Regions from separate parts of the Triticum aestivum genome. Here region 2 is linked to region 1. Evidence: chromatin contacts called from public Hi-C data. All regions are on one chromosome and are shown on one strand. The core of a region is the stretch at or near the end of the contact, and the rest is flanking DNA. Distances in the headings are between cores, read along the strand shown.

Region 1 (7,222 bases), core at 1,645-4,144:
CCACTAAAACTTCAAGAACATTTTAATCCACAAGTACATTCAGCAAACAGAACCATCAAAAGGTATGAGTGCAATAAGCTCTAATAATTCTAAGCAGAGCAATTATTCAGGGAAGGAGAAAAAAAAAGACCAAAACAAATAGGCAGGCACATACAGAAAAAAGGGCCTCCTGTGAATTTACTGAATAAAGGCGTGCAAGAAGGGAGCTGGGTTTGTCCCAAAAAAAGAGACTCAATCAAAACATACACAAATCCCAGAATAAGGATGTAAAAGCTCGTGGAATATAGCATCAACCAGTTTGGATTATTTTAGTAAACAAATGTAAGCCCTTGCCGATTTCCATAGTCTCTGCCTGCTTCTTTATGTTTGATGAACCAAACAGTATTCTTAGTTAAAGCAAAAATTGCAAGGATAGACCAAAAGACTGGGAATTAATCCCCAAGTACCGGAAAGAACAACTGTAGGAACCGAAATTGGTAAAGATACCACCTATCATTGCCCACCATTTGGTGTGTGTGTAGCTTACTCCAATTCTGTCGGTGTTTACTGGGGAGTGCTTATTCAAGTAGATATTGTATTACTCCCCTAGTGTTGCTCTCAAAGTTTTGGGATCGAGACTCCTTTTCTATCCTAAAATGTGCTTGCTCCAAAAGTAACAGCAAAGAACATAAGAGTAAATGAATTCAAGAAAATCATGCATGACACATGGCATGCCATGGATTTGTAGAAAGACATGCAAAAATGTAGTGTAATTGGCATGCACAAGCTGATCTGTGCAATCTTACTTCTCAAGCTTCACATATAAACTTGCAGCAGCACGGTACAAGTCAAAAGCCATCTGCTCCTTTCCATCTTCTTCTAGAAGTGTGCAAGCGTCATCATACAATTTAGTTGCTTCTTCTGGAGCTTTATCTTCCAAGGCACTGATATTATAATGATTAGACACATGAGCCTCGGAACGAATGATGATCGGATTGCTTTTGAATTACCTGGCACCCTTTGCAAGAGCATCAGAGGCAGGTTGCGATCTTCCACATTCACGGTAAAATTCTGATGCTCTGCGATAAAAGTCCGAAACTTCATTCCAGAGTCCAAGCTCCTTTGCTAAAGCACCAGCATTTTCCATATGCTTAGCAGCATCCCACGGTCTAGGGAATTAGTCAAGGGTAAAATAGGTGATTGTTCAACGATGTGACAGCACAACAGACATAGATAAATTCCTGAAGGATACGATGAGATCATTTCTTGTCCTTTTGAAGCCTTCTCAAATGCATCCTTTGCTTTCTCATTGTCCTTTCTGAATCTATAAGCAATTGCTTTAAAGTGGAGATGAAATTTCATTACATACAACGCAGCGTACCAAACAGTGAAAGAGAATATACGAATATGGCGACAGCATACAAAGTCACTGACCAGCTTGTTCGTACAAGGCGGTAGCACTCTTCCAATCAGCATTCCATCTTGTGAAGCTCAGTTTTGTTCTGCAAAAGAATATATTAGAAAAAAGATTGTTCATATTCATTTAGCACATTAATGGATGCAAAAGGAATTTCTTTAAATGAAATTGATTTGATACAGTAACATCAGTAAAAATACAAAAATCAGCATACTTAGCAAACACTCACGCGCTAAAACAAACAGGTGGCAATGTAAACATATCGTCTAATAAGTATCTGAAATTAGGCAATTGGGAAGAAAAAAAACTTATGAAAACTATGTTGCGAAGAGAGTATCAGTCAGTTTTAAATAAACTGGTGAGCTTTTGAGAAACTACGATGAACAAGAGGTTCACTTTTATGCAAGGCAATGTGCACTTGTTCCCCGCAAAAAGAAGTGCTGTTGTTCTCATCTACTATCACAATCGAAGTGGAGAATAGCCCAAGTAAAATTTCTGAATGTGCCACACTAGTTAGTGCAGTGGATTTGGCACCACAAATTCTCCAACAGCCAAATGTGCTAACATGCCCAACAAGCTACACCGCTGAAAGCATAACCGCAGTAAGAAGCAACACAGACTGACACAAGAATTGGTACGCCTACACTCATGCCTGCTTCCGCTGGTGTTTCAATGGCTAATGGGATATGAACATATATGATCAGGGAGACAGAGTCTACTCGTGTTTCCCTAGGAGCGCAGATCGGATGTAAACAAAACTGCAGCAAAACAAAGAGCCAGCGTGCAGCCTAATCGCATTGCTTGATCTTTTTCCTGCAAGTTTATTGCGCCTGCTCCAAGCTAATGATCCCTTTCAGGCAGGAATGGCTAGGAAATCCCCTAGCATTTGGGGCAAGCAGTCTGAATCCTACTACCCCAAAGCTTACCTCCACCAACCACTTGGAGGTCACCAAGATCCTAAAATCAGCGCCACATATTTTCATTAAAAAAAATCGCTAGCTCCGCGTCACCTAAGATCAGGCACAGATCCAGGACGCTCCAATCCACGATCGGGAAAGAAAAACTCTACTGTAGAAAACTCTAATTCGAGAGCGGCACCTCGACTAGTCCGCCCTCTGGGCCGCGATCAGACGGCGCGCGCATCGGAAGGAGCAAGGGGAATCCCGGTGTGGGGGAGGGGGGAAGAGATAAAGGAGAGGGGGGAGGGGACTTGCAGTTTGTCGGCCTTGGCCATGAGCTTCTCCGGGTCGGCAGACGAGCTGGCCATGGCGGAGAGAGACCACCGTCTCCTTCTTCTTCTCCGCTGCTGCTCCTCGCAGATTCTCTAGGGTCGACGACGGCTGGGCTGGGTTGAGTTGGGGTTGAGTTGAGCTGCCGAGCTGCCGTTCGGAGGGAGGAAGGGATCCGGTTCCTCTCTGAGATCCGTGCAGCGTCAGTTCATCCCGTCGCTGTGACAGACCGGACGTCGAACAGCTGGAAAAAAAAATCAATGAAGTCGAAGCCGTGTGACCGGGGGCCCAATCCTTGTAATGAGGCCGACTCAGTGGAAAGCAGAAACGATACGTTTTGTCGTCATGGCCCAACAACCCAGGGTCCTAACCAACGGCCCGGAGTTCAAGTGAAGTTGGATTTGGTTCGCATTTTACAGTTACAAAGTTGGATTTATACTAGTACAAATGCCCGTGCGTTGCATCGGACGAAATATTAAGTATAAATTGCTCCACATGCTATTATGCAACATTTTTTAATATAATTTTTGCAAATGTCAGCAATAAGGTCAATGTAACCTTTGAGTGTAGCAATTATGATCTCGACGCACCGCGATCTAGCAGTGTCCTTGCAACAGGACTGTAATGAACGAAATTGCTATCTTTCCTTAAAAAACAGAAATAAGGCAACCTACAAAAAGTAAGGCTCGACAATGTTTTTATTTGTGGTGACGACTGACCCTGTTTGTACTTCCTAGGTTGCGACACCAAGACAGCCCGATACAAATTATGGAATGCTGCTAGTAATTACGGATATTTTTTCAAACAGAGATTCTGTCGATTGTCATCACTGACCACACGTAGCTGAGTGCCTGAGTCAAAGAATAAAAGAACGTCTCAAACCAAGCAATATCAAAATGTCCGTTCATGCCCATGTAGCCACATCACACAACAACAAAAATTCATCCGAATAAAGCTCAGCAAGAAAGGGGCAAACATGGAAACATGAAACGAAAGTACATGACTATAGAATCTATCAAAGAAAAGAAAATACAGCCCTGATGGGGAAACCAGTTCATACTGTTGCACTCCAAAAAACTATTGAAGAAAACACAGAAGGTCATCTATAGCCTCTAGCAAACTTTTGAAGATAAATCAGACTAAAGATTATCGCTTAGACTCTATCCAAACTGGAGATAAAAAGATGTAGTGAACAGTAAGGAAATTATATGGTGTGTGAGATTAGACATGCCTAACTTTAAGCTTAAATTAGAATTCATGCATGCGAAATAATATCTCTGTGCAACATGCACGTACTATTTCTGATACCATGCTCTAACGTGTAAAGTATTAAATTAGCAATGGACAATGCCTACACATGTATTGGTTAGGGGGCATCACGGATTGGATGGAGGTCTACAATAGTACCTTGCTTTGAAGTGTATTTGCTAGGATTTGGATTTGGATAGGTACAAGATCAAGGAGGTCCTTACAGGGGCAGTGGAAAGGTGGGTGAATACCTGCGCAGGGCCGCAGGGCCGAGCTGGGTAGCCAGCATGGTGAGTGGAGTGAGGCCAGAGCAGCGTGCCCTCCGGGATCCGGATCCTCTCCTCCGACTTAACCTCTTCATGAAAGAAAGAAAGAAAGAAAATACCTTGAACCCAAAGAAGTTGAGTATGTACGGCAAGATAGCAACCCCTGAGAAGATACAAAACCTCGCCCAATCTCCTGCCAACCAGACGTACAAACAGAGTACACGGGACCAGCATACACATACACTCTTCATAGCATAATAAAACAGAAGTACCAAACCATTCCAAGAAAATCTTGTAGTACAGTCTATCAGGACACAACATATACATGCATGTACACCATGATCCATGATCGTCACTGAAAACAGGCCACTCCGGCTGGCAAAGAAGTGGCAGCAAAGCGCACACTTGTCCACGTCAGGTTTCTATACTTAACATGTAGACCTCATAGTCATTCACTTATCCTCAAGATACGGTCTCTTGCGATCGTCATCTGCGCCTCCAGAGTAGCTATTTTGCTGATAGGAGAGCCCCTGTCATTTAGAGTAGGACGCAAGAAGACATCTACCTCTGTCACGATATCTTTTTCTTCGTCGTCATTCACCGGAGCTTGGCCGAAAGACTGCAGTGCAGCGATGAGGACAGAGGAAGCTTCTTCTGTGTCCAAGGGATCATCATCTTCAGTTTCTGACTCATCCTGTGACAAAGAGGGATTTCAGTGCAAGCAAGAAATTGAAGTGTATGTATAGACAAAAAAAACTGTGCAGGGCTACAGATTCTGATGATACAACATCAATTTACTTAAGCTCTTACACGGGCAGTGAAGGTCAAGGTGAACCTAAGGAAATATCATAGTCAGCAAAAAAAAGTTGAAAGAAGACGATCAAATTAAAACCATGTAACTAAATACATAGAAGAATCTTCTTATAAATAAATCAGGCAACCAATATTTTGTCTGATATTCAAAGAGCTATGTTTGATTGACTCTTCTATATTATACGATGCTCTATGGCAACAGATAAATGAGAGCCAAAAGAGTATTATTAAAATTGAATGCATGCCTTATATATACCAAGGGTCATTCTTGAGAAAATTTGTGGCTCATGCCTCTTGACATTTAGAAGAAAATGTTGGATAATATGTAGGTGCTAGCACTTTGCAGAAGGTACAAACCTTACAGGTTCACTCAAGCAAATACCACAAATCATATTTTCGCACAGTAATGGTTCACAGAATTACAGAGAAATTGAGAGAGAGAGAGAGAGAGAGAGAGAGAGAGAGAGAGTGGTTCACAGAATTACAGAAAAATTGAGAGCGAGAGAGAGAGAGAGAGAGGCAACAAGTTGGAGTTCAGAGGAGAACTGCAACAACGGGTTTGAGAAGAGCTTCAGAAGAAGTGCAGCAGCAACATCGCTAAGAGAGATGGGACAGCCACAGGCAGCAAGGAGCAGAGAGGAGAGGCAGCGGCAAGGCAAGACTACTACAAAACCTATGACTAAGTCGAACTATATATTTTTACGATTGATGGGCATACTCGCGACTTCACCCATAATATTTCAAAAAAAGTTGAATCCTTCATTTTTCAAATTTGAGCATTGGCACATATCCACTGTATGGATTAGTCATATTATCAGGCTGGGTCAGTATATTTGTAAATTTGTCACATAAATAGTTTGTCGAACCAATTCCAGTAATAATCAATAGACACTAGATCATGAAGGCGCGCGTTGCTGCGCCCGTCCATTTTGACAATAAAATGGTAGGAATTAATGAAATATGTAGGTTAAATTGACATGGACCGACATATACAAGTGTTAGTAGCGGAAGAGTTTAAGGTGTATATAATCTGTAGAAGAAAAACGGGACCACTTCACGTACATGTTTTATTTGTGTTTGTCTTTTTAGCAGTGTCAAAGATCTTCCTAACATACATGACAGATAATAAGCCTTAACAATTATGGTCAAATTTTGGTGTTGATAGCCAGAAAAGAAATATTTGGCAATCAACTCTTAAGCTGTAAAAAATTGGCTAGCATTAGAGAAGTGTACCTCAATTCAAAACTATAGCTTTTATTGTGCAAATCATGTTAGCTTAAGAGAGGATTTTGTCTCAGCTACTTTTTCATGGGCACATTTGGCGCTCATAAAATTATGAGTGTGGCTTGCAATTTGAAACAAGCCAACACAAAATTGTATTGACTGCAATCCGATTATCCTTCCATCTGACGATCTATTTCAGTATATATGATATATATCATACTATTAAAAGGACGCCATTGGATGCCATTGCATACAAAAATGATTAAATTGTCGTAGTTGTTGTATGGTACATTTATGGCTACAGAAAACGCAATGAGCTTGAAAGATGTTAAAAACATAAACCCAAAGCATAATTATAATCCATGAAGATTGTGGAACATGCCAAAAGATCTCATAACAAAATATTATCCATAATAATTTGAAAAATGATATGATGGAAAAAAGGTTTGAGTGAACACATGTGACTGATATTTCACACCTCGAACAATAGACCCCTTCAAGATACATGCCAAGTTACTAACACAGTTTCTATGCATTGATGTTGAATGACAAGGGCAAAAGGTGGTACCTTATGTGGAAGTGAGCCTTCAACATCTTCAACATGCTTATGTAGGAAAAAATGTTACAAAATATGATAGTAGCTGAAGGTATAATACCTTCCTCTTAGAATTTGTTGAATACGAACCTCATAATACAATGGACATGACCGCCCATTTTTTCAATGAACAACCTTCATGCGAGAGAGGAATATTAGTTTCCACATATTTGCACCTCAGTAGCACATCTAACAGTATAGAGAATTGCATTACAATATATTATGAAAATGAGACCACTCCACAACACAATGAGAAATGTGTGATAGCCCTGCCCCTACACCCTCATGAACAACAATTTTAAAAATAATTAAAAAGCTTTAAGAAATCTGAATATGAACAGGGAAGTTTTCTTATGAAGAGCTTGCTAAGATAACCTGTGATATGTATCTCTTGAGCTTCCTGAGGCAGTAGGCTATATATGCCTGAGCTGCAAATCAGTTTAGCAGCCAA
Region 2 (7,222 bases), core at 2,881-5,380, 440 kb after region 1:
AAGTGCGACGAGCCACCATTTCTAGTGCGATCTTTGTTCCTTGCAGACTTCAATCTCATGTGAATACTATGTACTATGTGATTGAATCGAATAAATTCGCGAGTGCTTTTAAGCAACATCGAACCATGCTGTCCACGTCTGTGTGTGTGAGTGTCAACCCGAGGCGCGTCGACACGCGACGAAAGGGACCAGATTGACTCGAAATCTGGCGGGAAGTTTGATTCAAAGGGAGAAGAAGGTGGCAGTCTTGCCGTGCCGACATGGCTTAGATAACAGAAAATGGATGATGGTTTCAGACCATACTAGATTCTCTTTGCAGCGAGCATTAAAAAGGAGTAAAACAGATCCTAAAAAAAAGGAGTAAAATTGCAGAGAAAATTGATAACAGATGATGGTCCACGGAGGAGAGAAATTGCTCTTTTCAGCGAGCTTTAAAAAGGAGTAAAATTCACTGGTGGTCCCTGTACTTTTCTCACTGGTTCACTTCGGTCCATGTATTCAAGACCTTAGAGCAACTCCAACGCGCCGACCTATTTTGTCCGCACGTGTTCGTTTGGGTTAAAACGGACACAAAAATTGGCACAACGCGCCGACACAAACGTACGCGCGTCTATTTTTTATCCGCCCGACGATCCATTTCTGGCCCAAATTTGGATCTCATTTGCGTTGGCGTGGACACGAAACGAATGCGCGCGACGCCGGCCTACTCCTTCCCTGACCCGCCAGTCGGTGGCACAACCACCACCATTTCCCCACTTTCTCAAAAAACTCCCGCCCGCTCGCCATGGATGACGTCCCGACCCTCGATGCCGCTGCCGGCCTCGCCTCCTCCAACCTCACCTTCATCGCCTCTGCCAAAGGCAAGCCCCGCGCACCCTGCAAGACTGCGGCACCGCCCAAGAAGAAGCAGTTGACGCCGAAGCAGTGGGCCCTGCGGTCGGCCAAGAGAAAGGGTCGGAGACATGCGCGGACGCAAAGCTCAGAACCGCGGCTGCCGCCTCCCTCTCCGCCGCCGCACAGCAGGAGGAAACCAATGCCCGCGTCGTCACGGCAACGAGGGAGACCCTGCTCTACCTAGGGTTAAACCCTGGCTATCATGTGCTTGTCTCCGCCGCCGTGGCCGCGGCGAGCATGGGGTTGTCGGCATTTCCTCGGGTGGTACTGCCAGAGTCGCCGCGCGCGTCTACCACACAGCCGATTCCCGGCTTCCATATCTATCTGCAAGCCTCCCGCTTCTCTGGGGAATGCTCGTCGGAGGTGAGCCTAGTGGCGCCATCCACAACCGCGCCCATGGCTATCGACCTCAACGCCACACCGGTGGCTAGTGGATCATCCTCTAGAGGGACGAGGAAATGCATGCAACCTGTTCGACAGAATGCCGGTCACCAGTGACGACGAGATGGCCAACCGTTTCTCATCGAGAACATCATCTTCGAAGGCGGTGTGGGAGCCGCTGCCTCCGCAGGCGGTGCGGGCGCGGCTGCCTTTGATCCCGACAAGACCCCAAAGCCAAGATGGAAGAGCGCCCTTCATGCCAGCCACCTTTGATAAAGTTGGCATGGACGACTCCTTCATGCAAGACCAGGTCGGCATGGGCAGCACCTTCCCGCTCGACCTCGAATTCCCAGAGGACTATGGCCTCGAGGAAGAGGATGAAGTGAGCATCGATGGGGAGCCTTTGTTCGAGCACAAGCTCGCCAACCAAGCCGGCGCAAACAAGAAGCGCAAAAGCAAGCAGACGAAGGCATACACGCAGCCGGAGGACAAACTCCTTTGTGAGTGTTGGAGGGACATTGGACAAGACCCCAAGGTCGGCGCCGAGAAAAAGGCATCTATCTTTTGGCTTCGTGTTTATCGTGAGTACCATGAATGCAAGAAGTTCGAGCCGTACCAAATGGAGAGCAAGCGCGGGTGGGTGTCGCTCTTGAAGTGATGGAGGGTGATACAACAAGAGTGGGACAAGTTTTGTGCAACCCTTCAGAGCATCCAAGCACGTCCTGTGAGCGGCCTCGGCCTCAAAGATATGGTATACATGCGCCACTTCGTATATGTTTATCGTTATGCTTGCATGCCCATTTGCTCATATGCTTGCATGCTATTCACTTGTAGGCATTCTAAGCTTTGGAGGCATTCAAGACCCCACATGACAGCAAGTCCTTCAACCTCACCCGTTGTTGGATGATCATCAACGGGGAGGAGAAGTTCAAGGCGCAATATACTGCTGCCAAAGCACGTGGGGGTGGAAACCGTCGAGGAGCATGGGGAGGGTGAGAAGCCACGACCGCGGGGGAAGACCAACTCCAAGAAGGAGGACAAGCGCGATGTGGCGTCGATTGCCTTGCATGCCACTTTGGAGGGCATGATGAAGAAGGACACAAGGGAGAAGAAGCGCCGACAAGACAATGAAGATCAAATGAACGCCTTCATGGTGATCCGAAGGAGGAGGCTTGAGCTCGATGCGAAGAAGCAAATCAAGATGCTCAAGATGAAGGCGGAGAAGCAAGTGAAGATGCTCGAGATCGAGACCACCAATGCCAAGACCAAAGGTAAAAAGAAATGGTGCTCGCTAGCATGATGACAAGGATGGAGATCATGAAGGTGGACTTGAACACGGTGTCACTGAGGAAGAGGCAATGGTTCGAGAAGATGCAAGTCGACATGCTCAAGTTCGATGACGAGTGATCTATGATAGAGAGCGTCATTCTTTTTTATGCCGGCAAGTGTACTGGCATGACCACAGCCGAGATGGCGTGGTCGAACTCCCGCCCTTTATATGTGCTGGCATGGCGCCGACATGAACTCTGGACGATGGCATGGCCGCTGACATGATCTATGGCCAGGAGCCTTTTAAAATTTGTATGTGGATATGAAATGTATCGGCACGTTGGACGCATTGCTGATCCAAATATAAAATGGAGCGGATAATCCGAACGAAAAAAGCGTGCGTCCGTTTGGCTCTGGTCGCGTTGCAGTTGCTCTTAGTCAATACAGTCACTGTATACTCACCCAGCTTCGTATTTTCTTTATGTTGACCGGTCAACTCTCCATCCACGCGGGTCCCATATGTCAGTGAATAGAAGAAAGAAAGAGAAGGATAAAACATTGCTCGAGTGGGGGATTCGAACGGGAGAGTTCCGGGTGAGGGATTCGAACGCACTAGCCACCTGAGCGCACAACGAATTCTGTCAATAAGTAGAGCTCTAGTCTACTGTAGATAGTGTTCTATTGGGCTAACTGTGAACGTTAAGGCACCTTTAGCCCACCCCTTAAAAGAGCTTAACTCTAGTGCAACCCTCGAAACGTTTAAGTTCTCAAGGAGTGAGGAGTAGTGTCGGCGGGCACGTTCATTTGCCTCCGATGGCCACCCGCAACCCTTCCAATCTCCGGTCACCAAATTCCGGCTAGATTTCGACAAGATTCTTGTGAAGTTTTTATCGGAAGGAATTGGAGGTCAGCACATGATGAAAATCACTGCAAGCTCAGTCATATACATGAAGACGGAACCAATCTATTTCTCTATGCAATTTCTGTGTGAGAATCTGAAACTATCTAGAAATTACTTGGACATACGGAGGTTCTATCGAGGATTGCATTATTGTTCCCGGAAGAGACTGTGGACATCCTCTTCTTTCCTTGAAGTGGTCATTGTTGCTAGTTGGAATATTTGAATACTTGAAAGCTCGAAGTCGAAGCTGAAATGTGTGTGTGTGTGTGTGTGTGTGTGTGTGTGTGTGTGTGTGTGTGTGTGTGTGTGTGTGTGTGTGTGTGTGTGTGTGTGTGTGTGTGTGTGTGTGTGTGTGTGTGTGTGTGTGTGTGTGTGTGTGTGTGTGTGTGTGTGTGAAACCGAGAAAACACATGGGGTAAAAGTGATGGCAGCGTGTTTTTCTTAACAAAAACCATGAGTACAGCACCCACTTGGAGATAAGCTTGGAAGGATTGATTGGGAGGGAGGGTGACACTGGAGTGTCCTCTTGACCAATCCGGACCATGTTGCATAGCCTAGCAATCGGCAGCACTCAAATCATGGCGCAGGTCAAAGTCATAAGAAAAACACCCGGCGTGGAGCCATGGAGGCCAGCAACTGGTCATGCTAGCTGCAAGCCCGCAAGTGCGCGAGGAAAATGACGGGCCGAGCGAGTGGCCTTTGTTCGGTTTCGAGCGACCCCATGCACATGCATGATTTCAACTGTGGGTGTGGGTGGCGACGGCTCCTGCAAGTTGCTGAGCACGGGAGCTGCAGCCGCGTTGGCAGTACACGGCGCCCGCCTTGTTGCGTGGAATCCGGAAATGGGTCTGGATACGTGTGAATGATCGGTGGGGGTGGTGCGACGAAAACCGGCGGCCACGGGGACGAGGTTGGTCATCATCCATCGGGTTGGCATCCGTTCCACCGTGTGCGCAACGGCAACGCACGGTTTCGGGCCTACACGTACGGCTCCATGGCGCGGTGCCGCGGAGGTCTTTTGTTACGGTGTATTTTGCTACTGGCTGTAGTGAGTAGTGTAGGCCACATTTCGCTGATGATTACGTGGTTGTAAGCCTCTGTTTGGAAATAGGGCATCTGTAATGTTGACCCACAAATTTGCTTCAACATTCGTTCGCCGATAGGTGGGACCAGTCCGCGAATACGGATGCGAAAGTCGGGCATGCAACGCTGCCCGTATACATTTCAACCACTATTTAAACTAAACGGTCAAAATTCATGCAAACACGGCGGATTTCATATAGATCGGACGAAATTCATTACATTTTAGATAATTTTTAACTAAACCATTCTCTAGACCTAATCTAAATGATTCTCGGCGCCCATTCCCCACGTCCGGCCGTGAGCCCCGAGAACTGAAGCTCCGGCTCTTGCCTTTGCCTTCTCGAGTTCTGCCTCGGCGCTCACCAGCTGCGCCTCTGCAACCCCGGGAAGTGAAGTTGTTCGCCTTCACGTTGCCGTCAAGCGGCTAATTGTCCGACGATGTTTAGCCCGCCAAGCTTCGCTTCAACGGGAGGGGAGTGGTGGCCTTCTTGGGATCCGAGCGGCAGTGACCTACCAAGCACTACTCTTCCACGCTGCTGGCGGCGCCTAGTGACGTGTCGGCTTCGTGGTCATGGCGGCGGGGCGCAGATGGGGCGTAACTGGCAATGTCCTCCTCGTCATCACTCTTGCCCCACACCTCATCTGTCGCCTCGTCGAACTCCCTGTAGGTGGCTTATAACTTCACCTGAAGTTGGCAGTACTACCGGCGATCGCGTCGGATCAAGCAGGCGGAGTGGTAGGACTCGAGCAACGCCTCCTGCTCAGCCCCTTCGCGGATCAGTGCTCCTCGAGGAGGCTGAGGTTGTAGTCCTGGTCGGCCTGCGCCTGTCGGAACTTGGCCTCCTGCTCCTCTCACAGCATGTCTGTGTATTGCGTACGGGCTCCCCGATGGTGAGATCGGCATGCACTGGCGAGGAGGGTGTCGCCGGCTCGTCCTCCATTGGGGCGGCGGCGGCCTCCGTCTGTCGGTCGGCCTGCTAGCCGGCAGCAATGGCGGTCATCTCCTTCTTCTGCTTCGATGAGAGGGTGTCCCAGAGGGCTTTGAAGTGCAAGGAGGCCATGGCGGGCGTGGTGCGGAGAGGAGACAAGAACAGGAGGAGGATGAATGTGGCTATGACCGGGGCTAGTGTTTATATAGTGGGCCGATGGCAATGGGATGTGGCGGTGTGGTTAATGGTGGGCGGCAGACGGACGGACGGGTGACGCCGGAGTAGGTTCCTCGGCAACCCCATATTGTTAGTGTAGGGCGACAGACGGACGGGGTGTCGCTTGAACATGGAGCAATCGCCTACACCTGGAAGTGGTGCGGGTAGCGTTCCCTCAGCCGGTGCGCAACTTCAATGCCGGCAGCAGTGAGAGGTCGCGTTCACTCTGGTCGGGTATGTATGCGGCACTGGCGCTCTGGAGCGGCGCTGGCTATTTCGGGCAGGAAGCGCGCCCGGGCCAGGGAGGGGGTTAATGGTGGGCCAGTGTAGTCAGAAGCAGATTTGGCAGTGGTCCGGACGCCCGCAAAGCCCCCCCCCCCCCTATTTGTCTCCGGTTTGTAGGAAAAAGTGCGTCTGGACCACCGAGGGGACCGATACAAAACTGTGTTGGATGACAAAACACGTCCGGACTGTGTGGTCCGGACGGTTGCGGGAGGTTTGAGGATCGGCATTGGAGATGCCCTTAGGATCGATGGGACATCGATGGGGTCAATGAGAGTTTAGAAGGTACTCCTACTCCTACTGTTGAGAACCAACCAATTGTTGATAGTTAGGAGGTCAATGGTACCCTTGACTTATCAGTGATAAAAAAACTAGGGTTTGACAAAAAAATTTGGAACCGCGGGTTTGACAATTTGGAGTCTCATAAAAACGAAATATTCTACAAGGGAAAACGATGTTCCCATTCATAACAAGGCACATTTGCTAACTTCATCAATCTCAAGACCCGACGGCTCTGTCTCTCGACTCTAGTTTCTTTTCTTTCTAAATCACAACTTCTCTAAATCACAAAATTCCAATAATATGAGTTATCTTGCAAAATTTGACTCATCGTACCTTGCAATTTCATCGGATTACACACACACACTTATTAGGGAACATATGTTGAGTAAAATCACAATTTTTTTGATTAATCTAATCTAGAAATAAATCATGAACATGGCATTGACGGTATTAATATTGTATACCTAGCCATGCAAGCTTGTACTACGCATACATCAGGTACATCTACGTAAACATCAAGCATAGTGACCACGGGAATAAATAGGAGAAGAGATAAACAAATTATACCCTCCAGTCGGCCGGGTCGTAGTCGCGGTGGCGACGTTGTCCTGGGCGGCATTCTTCTCGGATTCGCTGGACATGGCGATGTCGAGGAGAACGAGGATGTAGTCGAAGTAGCAGACAAAGGCGAACAATGGCGAGCAGTCGCGTCAGAGATGCTCTCCGAAAACCTAATCGTCCTTCTCACGACGTAGGATCTCAAAGGGCGGAGTTCCGAAGGCCTGCTCTCTCGTATAGTTGTGCACGCGGTGCCCGGGATGGGATCGCCGGAAGCAGCAGCAATGAGTGAAACGATGGTGGAGAGTTTGCGAGGAGATGGAGCAGATGTGATCTGATCTGGGTGATGGCTAGGGTTTTCAACGCCTCCAATATATATTCAGTCATGGAGGGAGACGTGGGTTGGAGACACACACCGGTCATCAAC

Evidence for each region. Hi-C and Micro-C count contacts between places; a contact is called where the count stands out from the background.
Region 2: a contact with region 1 is called in a Hi-C map of leaf, with 7 times the contacts expected there. The contact joins the enhancer-like site here to the promoter of LOC123190445 in region 1. A contact is called at or near these places in 2 of 5 Hi-C or Micro-C datasets (both in leaf).

Annotation. Positions count from the first base shown.
Region 1 is chr2A:711,061,078-711,068,299 of IWGSC CS RefSeq v2.1, forward strand. It overlaps LOC123190445 (gamma-soluble NSF attachment protein), which reads right to left and starts at 2,895. Exons shown (of 9, transcript XM_044603089.1): 1 at 2,611-2,895; 2 at 1,414-1,481; 3 at 1,232-1,316; 4 at 990-1,148; 5 at 786-923. The coding sequence starts at 2,663. LOC123190447 (a long non-coding RNA gene) reads right to left here. Exons shown (of 7, transcript XR_006496350.1): 6 at 6,745-6,906; 7 at 4,373-4,833.
Region 2 is chr2A:711,495,946-711,503,167 of IWGSC CS RefSeq v2.1, forward strand. LOC123186099 (LRR receptor-like serine/threonine-protein kinase FLS2) reads right to left here and starts at 59. Exons shown (of 1, transcript XM_044597896.1): 1 at 1-59. The coding sequence starts at 19. Within about 2 kb of position 4,131, at least 2 of the 8 cell types and tissues checked have an H3K27ac peak or open chromatin away from gene starts, as enhancers often do. A contact at or near this core is called in leaf, where this site is marked.